2 separate regions of the Sus scrofa genome follow, and region 1 is linked to region 2. The links are chromatin contacts, called in public promoter capture Hi-C maps. All regions are on one chromosome and are shown on one strand. The core of a region is the stretch at or near the end of the contact, and the rest is flanking DNA. Distances in the headings are between cores, read along the strand shown. Region 1 holds the start of C1QTNF5 (complement C1q tumor necrosis factor-related protein 5). Region 2 holds the start of HYOU1 (hypoxia up-regulated protein 1).

Region 1 (4,686 bases), core at 525-3,024, 270 kb after region 2:
TGCCAGCCCTGATCTCAGAGTCTCTGTCCCCATTCCCTGAGGCAGCAGAAGGGAGAGGCCCCCATCCCACCTCTGCAGTCCTACACAACATTCCAGGGGGGCCAGCCCTCCAGGATGATGTGGCCCTCAGTGTCACACCTCGGAGTGAGAGAGCACGGGCTCACTTTCCAGCGGGCATCAAGCAAAGACAGGGGAGCTGTGCCAATCGGAATACACTAGAAATCCAGAGAAGGTGCTGTCTGTCTTGATGCTGGCATAGATGCCAATGTAGTCACCCACGCCCACCTGTACCCACACCTGGTCCTCGGGCTCCAGCCTCACCATGGCGCCCCCGGAGAGCGAGGCTGGCTTGGGCCACCCCCCAAAGAACTGGAAGAAAGAGGCGATGGACTCGCCATTCTTGACCAGATCGAACTGCAGGCTAGCCCTGTAGACGGTGGCGTGGACGGCGAAGTAGTAGACCCCGGGCACCTGGCAGGTGAACTTGCCCGTGACGGCGTCGTAATGTCCCTGCTCGTTCACCAGCACGCGGTCGAAGGGTAGGGGCGCGTCCGATGGCGGTGGCACTCGGCTCTCGGAGCGCTTGGCGCTGAAGGCGGAGCGCGGAGGCACTGAGCACTCGCCCGCAGGCCCCATCGCCCCCACCGGGCCCGCCTCTCCTCGCGGCCCGGGCTCCCCACGCGGCCCCGGGAGGCCTGCGGGGCGTGGGGGAGAAGCGGAGCGGTTAGGGTGTGCCCGCTGCTCCTCCCTCATCCACCCTCAGCCTCCCAGCCACCACTGCCCGGCCGGGGCCGCCTTGCGCCCCAGGGCTCCCTCCCCTCTTCCTACAGGGCTTGGGGCAGATCTGAGGATCCCAGGGGTTGTGGCTCCCGCCGCTGAGTCACCCTCTCCTCTCCCGGCTCTGGGAGCCGCCGGAGTCGGGAGTGGGGGTGGGGTGTGGGACAGGAGCGGCGCCCCCTTGGTGGGAAGATCGAGCCCCGGGCCCGGAGAGCGGAATCGGGCCGGGCTAGCTCCGACGTCCCCACGGATCGCAGCGGAGGCGCCTCTTACCCGGCCTCCCGCCCTCGCCTTTCTCTCCCGGAGCCCCGGGCGCGCCGTCGCGGCCATCGCGGCCGTCGCGGCCGGGCAGGCCCTGGCTGCCGTGGTGGCCCGGCGTGCCAGGAAGGCCGGGGTGCCCTGGGCACAGGCTGGGGATCTTGTTGTCGTCCAGTGGGGGCGAGCCGGCCGCGAGACCCAGGAGCAGCAGGGCGAGGAGCGGCCTCATGGCGCCGGCACGCGGAGCCCAGACGCCGGGGGCCTCTGGTCGTCTGTGGGCCGGGCAGGACAGGAGTCGGGACCCAGAATCCCGCGACAAGCCTCGCTCCCGGCCTCGGCGTGGTCGGCGTGGGACCCACCCCACTGCCATGCGCCTGAGAGAGGCTGAGCGGCCGCGGGAGGATGAAGAACCCGGCGCCCCTAGATCCGAGAACCCCCGGGAGCACCGCGCAGCGGGGAAGGGAGAGGCCGACCCTCCCTCCCCCTCCCCCACGGGCCGGCGCCCAGGCTTTCCCACAGTCCCCTCCCCCAACTCCGTTTCCCCGCCCCCCCCACTCACCCCTCCATCCTGGCTCGGGGGAAGCTCGCGCTCTCTCTGGCCTCCTTTGGGGCGCGCTACTCCGGACCCTCCAGCTGAGCCCTGCTGCCTGCCCTGCACTTCTCTCTAGCCCCTGCCCTCGGCGCCTCCCTGGCCCTGGGTCGTTCCTTGCCGGCTGCTCTGCTCCTCCCAGACTCCAAGAGGAAACCAGTTGTTCAGGGGCCAAGAACCCGGGCTGGGAAATAGCAGGGAAATAACTCGTGGTGTCGCCCGGCGGCCGGCCAAAGTTTGGGAGAGAAAAGAGAGAGAGAGAGAGATTTGAGCCAGGCACAGAGAGGCAGAACCGCGAGAGACAGATGCTCAGGGCGCCTACAACTCCAAGGAGCAGGCAGGAGAGATGGTGCTGTGACAGAGACCAAGGGCAACACTCTAGACCAGGAGAAAGGTAAGATGAGACCTGAGGGTGGAAGGTTCCAGCAGCAGTAGACAAAGCAGCTTCCCAGTGCTCAGAACAGGGCTTGCCATGTAACTAAGCACTCAGTACATTTTTGTTGAGTAAATGAAAATGTCAGAAGGTGAGTGGCGGAGAGCCTGAAAAAGCAGGTAGCAAATTGGGGTCAGAGGCTTGGGTGGGAAGTGGTCCAGATTGTTGGTGGTATAGGTGGTGGAGTCAGGCCAGCTGTTTGCAGCAGCTGGAGCAAGTAAAGGGATGGGGAGGGATCTGGGAAGGTGGGAGGGTCCCATTAGCCCCAAGGACTTCTCTTCCCCTCCCTGGGGAGACCCAGAGGAGATGGGCAGAGTCCCATGCTGGCCCCCTTCCTTTGCTTCTCTGCTTGCCTGCCCTGATAGGCAAAGGAGGATGGGCAGCAGAGGGCAGGGGCCGGCTTCAAGGTCAGGGCTGGGCACAAGACTCCAGGCCAGCTGCCTCGGGCAGCCTGTTGCAGTTGAAGGGCCAGGGGGTGCCCAGGAGTGCCAGGCCAGACTGGCACTGGCGCTCTGCCTCCTGGCAGACAGAGCGGCAAGGGGGAAGGACACTGCCTAGCGGGGTGCAGTGGGGCACAAGCAGCCCGCAAAGGAGCCTCCGGAAATTCTGGTAGCAGGGCAGACTTGTCAGGCTCTGTGGAAGAAGGAGATCAGCCCTCAGGCATCCTGCTCCCCAGGTTCCCTCCCCTTTCTGGGGGTCCCTCATTATCTCTGCGCAGAGCACCTTGTAACCTCTGAGGAGCTCCACCACCTCCTCCTGGGTGGCCATGCCCACCCAGATGTTAGGGAAGGCCGTGGTGTTGTAGCTCAGACCGATGCACATCTCCACCTGGACAGGCTCACAGGCCAGCTCTGCAAGGATGGGAGGGGAGGGTCACTCTGGGGAACACTCACAAGTCACCTAATTGCTCTGTATGGGTCAGATGGGGGTTGTCGTGAGGATCAGAGATAACAGGGAGAGATGCTTTATACATGTTGAGGATTCCTCTTCTCGAGAATGGGCATTATTCGCCAGCCCTGCGCATCAGGGAGCATGGGGCCTCAACATCAGCAGGACTGCTGGGCCTCTGGAAGGAGTGCCCCTCCTCTCACCCACATCTTTGAGGTGGGCCCTGGAGAGGGCTGGTTTGACAAGGCTGGACTGGTTCTTGAAGCTGTCAACTCCCAGATTCCCATTTCCTTTAGGGGTGACCCTAAATGCCTTTGCCCCCATTGGGGGAGAATCCAGGACTTGGTGAAGGGGTCCGGAGTCAGGATAGTGGGTCCCCTGCCCCCGTCAGGGAGGAGAGGGGTGGCTGCTATGAAGTGTGCCAGGGGGTTTCTATACATGGGCATGCAGCCTGTTCAGGCCTGCAGTCCCTGGCTGCGGTGCCCTGGGGGAAGCTCCTCACCTGGGGGTGGGAACAAGGGGCTGCTGCAGTTGTCACCACTGCTCTCTGCACAGTCTCTCCATAAACCACACATCCACTGCAGACTCTTACACCCTGCATCCCGGCAGGAGAGCTCTCCAGGTCCACAGGGCTCTGCAGGCACAGGGGGCGTGGCAGTGCCCCAGAACATGCCTGTACTCCTGCTGCCTTCACAGTGCCCCAACCAGGGTCCAGAGCCCTTCTCTAGTCTTCTGGAGGCGCCTCTCCTGCCCACACCCACTCGCCCATGGCCACCTACTCTCTGTGGCATTGAGGGCCTGGTAGGTGGCCGAGAAGCCCCCACCGCTGATGCCATGATCTGTCCTAAAAAGGACAGCCAGCTGGTGGTACGAGGAGATGAGGCGCTGGGGTGGCGGTTCTGCTCCACAGAACCTGCCGGAAGCAAACAGCAGTCCTGGTGCAGGAGCCCTTGGCCCAGCCAGCGTGCACAAGGTCCCCTGCGGGGCTGGCGTGGCACTGGGTGCTCCAGGGGATGCCAGAGGGCATGGGAGGCATGGTCGCTGACTCCTGGAACTTAGGGGCTGGTGAGGAAGACAGGTATTCAGTAGACAAAGTACTAAACAAACAAACTGCTTGAACTTGAGCCACTTTGAGCTGGGGGAGATCAGTGAGCATTCTTGTGGGCGTGGGAATGGACCTGGGTTGGGGAGAGGCCTGGGAAGGGCCTCCTGGGGAAGGTGAGAGGGGCAGATACAAAGGTACGCAGGTGAGGAAGGACAAGCCTTTTTGGGGGTGACAGTGAGGAGACCTCTGGCTTGAAGCTCGGGGACAAGGGGGCTTATTTGTAGGAAGCCTTGACCGTTGGACTGTGGAGGATGGGGTTTCTCCTTGGCCCCTTCCACTGGCTCTGCTGATACCTGCCCAGGAGGCTGAGGGCCCCTGAGTTGCTGGTCTCATAAACTTCCACATAGTCAAACTTGCACGCGTCCTGAGTGTCCAGGCTGAAGTTGTGAAACTGCAGTTCTATGCCATGTCCAGCGGGCACTGAGATATGCCAGGTGCAAAGCTGCCGGGGCGGGGGGCACAGATGGAGTAATTTACCTTCTCCAGGTAGGTAAGGTCTGTGAGGCCAGGCTGCGCTTCACATGGGCTTCCCCCTGATGCAGGCGGGGTAGGGAGTAGGTGGGCCCTGACCACTGTTCCCAGCATCAGTGGCCGAAGGGCCTTTTTACTTGTGGGCTCTCAGAGATAAGCTTACCC
Region 2 (4,599 bases), core at 2,041-4,540:
CCTGGAGCTTGGCAAGTCCCCTGCTTTCAATCTTTCCAAACTGATTTCGCCCAATCTCCACCTACCCCCTGCTCTTTGGGAGAGGAACCCCACAATGACTGCTACTTTAAACAGGAGAGCATTCCTGCAGGAGGCAGGAAAGTGAGGCTGCCCCTCCAAGGAGAAAGCGCTGACCCGAGGGTATATCAGCAGGCAGGCCTCCTCTGGGCACCTACTTACCCCACTCCCCGGATCTGCAGCTGTGGCTGCACCCCCGAGTCCTTTGTCTTCACTGTCTGGTAGGTCACGATGGTGCACACGGTGCTGCCCGCGCCCATATCGTAGAACATGATGTTCTGCAGAGACATTAAGGCCACTGTCACAGGAACCTTATCCAACTCCAGGATGCCTGCCTGCCTGCCTGCCAGCCACCCTTCAAGGGGCTACGCTGGCTCTCAAATGAAAGCCAAACAGCTCCAAAGGGGGCTGAGAGAGGGTCACTGCCCCATTTTGTCAAGGACTAGCCACGCAACTCAGCTGAGTGGCCTCTATCCTCAGACTCAGCCATCCTGCAAGTCTGGTCAAACTTCCCGGCTCACCTGGGCTGTGGTGTTGATATCTTTCCTGCGGAAGACACCGTAGCTGAGGGCGGTGGCTGTGTTGTCATTGATGAGCTGCAGCACCTTGAGGCCAGCCATGCGCGCAGCCTGCAGCACAGCTCGGCGCTCCGCCTGATTGAAGAAGGCTGGCACGGTGATCACTGCGTCCTTGATGGGCTGCTCTACAGGGGCCAACAGAACAGGGGGTCCCACCAGCTCATACCTTAGACAAGGGTTTCCCAGTCTCAGCACAACTGATGTTTAGGGCCAGATAATTCTTTATTTTGAAGGGCGGTCCTGGGCAGTCTAGGATGTTTGGCAGTGGCCCTGGCTTCTTACTAGATGCTAGCGGCAGTAGCTCCCCGGTTGTGACAACCAAAAAGCATCATCAGATATTGCCAAATGCTCCCCGGGAAGCAAAACTGCCTCCATTTGAGACTCTAAGGACCCCGGCTGCCAATGGCCCCACCCTGGCCACTCACCTGCAAAGTCTTCAGCCAGAGAACGCGAGTAATTGAGAAGCATGCTGAGGACCTCCTCAGGTGAGAACTGCAGCTGCCTGGAGGAGGGGGCGGTCAGCAGCAAGGAAAGCCAGGCGTCAAGGCAAGGACAACGGGGGCACACGCCAATGGGGATCCCGTCAGACCCACAGAGCCCACCTTCCCCAGCAGGACACTCACGGGCTGATTTGGAAGTACACAGTCTGCCTCTGTGGGTCGAAGCCTAGCTCGTGCTCTGGGAAACGGGCTCTGTAAAGAGCCACATGGGGGTTATTCTCCTGCTTCCCCAGGAGATGCTGGAAGTAACGCAGTGTAGCCTTTGGATTCTTGATGGCCTAAGAGGTAAAGGAGAAGCAGAGCATTAGGCTCCCAAGCCTAACATCACTGATCTCATACCCCAGAGACCGATCAGGGAACAGGCTCCGGGGTCAGTCATCCCCTCTCCTCTGGCCCTTGCTTCTGGCAAGGGGGTGGGCTGCTAGCTCACCATGCTTGCTGCACTGTCTCCAAAGAATCTTTCATTCTCTTTCAGGGTCACAGTCACTGGGGTTTTCCTCCGGGATTCCCTGAGGAAAAGAGACACTGAGATCAGATGCCCAACGGCAAGGTGTGTTCTCAAGAGCCTCCATACCCCACATACAATCAATCATGCAGACACCAAGGCCTGTTGAGGGCACCAGAAAGAATACATGGCAGCTTGGGGTCCAGACTCCCTCTTTCCCCACCCAACACTGGGGCTGCCCTCACTTGTTCAAGACAATCTCCATAGGCACTCCAGGTTTGACAATGGCCACCTTCATGGACTCGCTGCCCAGGTCCACGGACATCACTGCCAGTGTGTCTGAAGGGGAAACAGATTTGTCAATTAGCCCCCTTTCCCCATCTTCCTGAGGGCCTGCTCATTAAAGCACCTTCCATGGAGAAGGTAGGACAGAGAAAGACAAAGGTGTGGGTCCAGCAGCTCAAGACTGCAGAGGCTTCCCACCACACATCACTCATCCTTCACTCATTTATGTCTCTTTGGATGCCTCTGTTGGGGTACACACCACTCAGCGCCAGCAGGTCTGCCAAGAGCACAGCCATCAAGGCCCAACAGGCTAGCCTCCTCGGCCTCTGCCTCCTGACCATGGCTGCCATTGCGTCCCTGGGGGAGGAGAAAAACAACACCTGTAACTAACTGGATGCCCTGAGTAAGGAGGCAGAACCTCATCCAGAACAGAGAAGCTTTAAAATTCCTACCTCCTCCATCCTCACCCAGGGCAGGGCAGTCTACATCCCTTCCCCTCCTTCCTAGTGAGAAACAAGCACTCTCATCGTCCTCAGAAGTACCCACACAAAGGCCCAGGTGAAATGACATGAGTCCTGAGCTAAAGCCACTACATCCCTAAACAGGGAAGGTAACAGAGCAGGAGGAAGAAAACCAGGGCCTTCCGCCCACGGCAACCAGCGCATTCTAGCACTGTCCCTGATGTCAGACACCTGGGGGGCGGCCAGAGATCCCGGCCCAGGGCTCAACTACCTTCCCACACCTGGGGGCCCTCCGCTGGCGGGGAAAGCCAGGTCGGGCCTGGACAGGAACTGAGAGATGGTGACGTTGGGGGAGGAGGAGATGGAAGAAGGGCCTGTCTCATCAGCATCCCTTCGGGTTGTCCGGCCTGTCCCCCTTCTTCATCCCATCCCGGGCCCAGCTGCCTACACAGACGCTGAGTCTGGAACGGTAAGAGTCCGGGACGGACGGGTACCGAGTCCCCCGAGTTCACCTGCCGAAGGCGGTGGCTCTCACTCCCGGAAACCGTCCCTAGCCCACCCCTAAGGTGTGTGGGCGGCCCGAGGACCGAGCTGCGGGGCCAAGCTCACCGGCGTCCGCGCGGCCCTCACTCCCGCTACCGACCCGCCCCCGGAGCTAGCACGTTACCTCCCCTAGAAGGGGTGGTCGGTCCCCATCGCCATCCCCACCCCCTCTACCTTCTGCCTCCGCTCCTATGGCCCCAGCTCTGGGACAGACGCACTGGCGGACGGACCCACGAGGCTGGCAGAGCACCCCTCAAGCCCGCGCCCTTCACAACTCCCCTCGGTTTGCAAACTGTTACATTAGCCACCCACCTCTCGGCGGCGTCTCGCGCACCAGCCGGCCCGGGACGCGGCGTGCGCTCATTGGAGCCTCCGCCGCCCGGCCCTGCGCAGCACGCCCTGTCCTTCCCCCTGCCGCCCCGGCGCGCGCTCCCATTGGGCCACGTCCTAGGCCCGCCCCCTCCTCCGTCTCCAGCCCCTGCCGGGGAGGCAGCGAAGGGGCCAGTCAACCAGTTGGAAGAAAACCGCCGACGCCGGCTTCCGATTGGCCCACGTCATACGGCTCAGCGTCGGTCCTGGTGCGATCGCGGGACCTTTCCGGCTGCCTCGCTGGACGTCTGACTGCCCGGGTCGCGGGTAACCGGTACCTGGAGCAAGTGGGCGCAAAGATGGGCCCGCACTTGGCCCTCTCTTCCGGTCGGTTACCTGGGAACCCCGGCGGAGGAGCGGGAGTGACCCGCATCCCCTCCGCAGCCAAGCGGAAGAGGCGCTCTCTAGCTGGTCGGTATTGAACTGCCCTAGGCTTTGGCTGGAAATCAGAGAACCGCTGCGCTTCGGGCGTAGACCACCCCGACCTCCCTTCGTTTATTTTTTTAAAATGTGGTTTTTATTTTTCCATCATAGTTGATTTTCTTTTCGTTTTTTTGAGGAAAGTAAAACCACCAAAACAGATGCTCGCTGATGGGTCGGAGATAATGCTTGTCTTAGTGGCCGAATTTGGCCTAAACTCTTTTCTAATTTGTATGAGAAAGAATATTCCAAACTGCAAAACGCTATACACAAAATAATTTTACTTGTAATTGGTTAAGCACAGATACACCACCTCCTGTTTTTCTTCAATTAAACTTGTGCACATCCCTTTTTTTCTCCTTCGAATCAAAGCACCTCGGCAATTATCAACGCTCCTCACTCCTCTCTGTCCTTTACCGACCCATAGAAATGTATTTGGTCCTTGAAGAGCGCACTTTATTTTCTTTTCCCAGTTTTATTGAGATGAGCATACTTTTCTTTAATGTGAATATCGTTTGCTTCTCTCCTCTCACAAAATTGATGTCTGGCCTCCTTTCATAAAAGGTTCTCATGAAGGCCCTGGCAGTGACAGCTAGGGTTAGGTTAAGAAACCCTTATCTGTTCCTTTCCCTACATTTTTCTTGTTGATTAGGGAGAGAGAATTAAATTTCTGTGTCTCTTCTTCTTCTTATTTGGCCACTCTGGCAGCGTGTGAAGTTCCCTGGCCAGGGATTGAACTCAAGCCCCAGCACTAACCTGAGCTGCTACAGTAACAATGTTGGATCCTTAACACTGCTCTGCAAGGAAACTCCAGAGGATTCTACGCTTAGAAGATAAATCTTTCAGTACCAGGGAGAGGTCTATTTTTCTTCCCTTTAAGAATAGTTCAGGGGAGTTCCCATAGTGGACCAGTGGAAGTAAATCTGACTAGGAACCATGAG

What was found. Promoter capture Hi-C pulls out the DNA fragments that hold promoters and counts their contacts.
Region 1: a contact with region 2 is called in a promoter capture Hi-C map of fetal liver, with 2.7 times the contacts expected there. The contact joins the promoter of C1QTNF5 here to the promoter of HYOU1 in region 2. A contact is called at or near these places in 1 of 5 promoter capture datasets (fetal liver) and 1 of 2 datasets of contacts at active chromatin or transcription factors (alveolar macrophages).

What each region holds. Positions count from the first base shown.
Region 1 is chr9:46,548,372-46,553,057 of Sscrofa11.1, forward strand. C1QTNF5 (complement C1q tumor necrosis factor-related protein 5) reads right to left here and starts at 1,775. Exons shown (of 3, transcript XM_003129940.3): 1 at 1,595-1,775; 2 at 1,051-1,307; 3 at 1-695. The coding sequence starts at 1,602. The coding sequence ends at 178. It overlaps MFRP (membrane frizzled-related protein), which reads right to left. Exons shown (of 12, transcript XM_013979475.2): 8 at 4,344-4,492; 9 at 3,725-3,858; 10 at 3,448-3,579; 11 at 2,781-2,908; 12 at 2,012-2,690. The coding sequence ends at 2,466. It overlaps LOC110255443 (a long non-coding RNA gene), which reads left to right and starts at 1,910. Exons shown (of 3, transcript XR_002335677.1): 1 at 1,910-2,018.
Region 2 is chr9:46,273,766-46,278,364 of Sscrofa11.1, forward strand. It overlaps HYOU1 (hypoxia up-regulated protein 1), which reads right to left and starts at 3,291. Exons shown (of 25, transcript XM_021062954.1): 1 at 3,182-3,291; 2 at 2,125-2,222; 3 at 1,826-1,919; 4 at 1,566-1,644; 5 at 1,259-1,413; 6 at 1,061-1,137; 7 at 579-760; 8 at 220-335. The coding sequence starts at 2,215.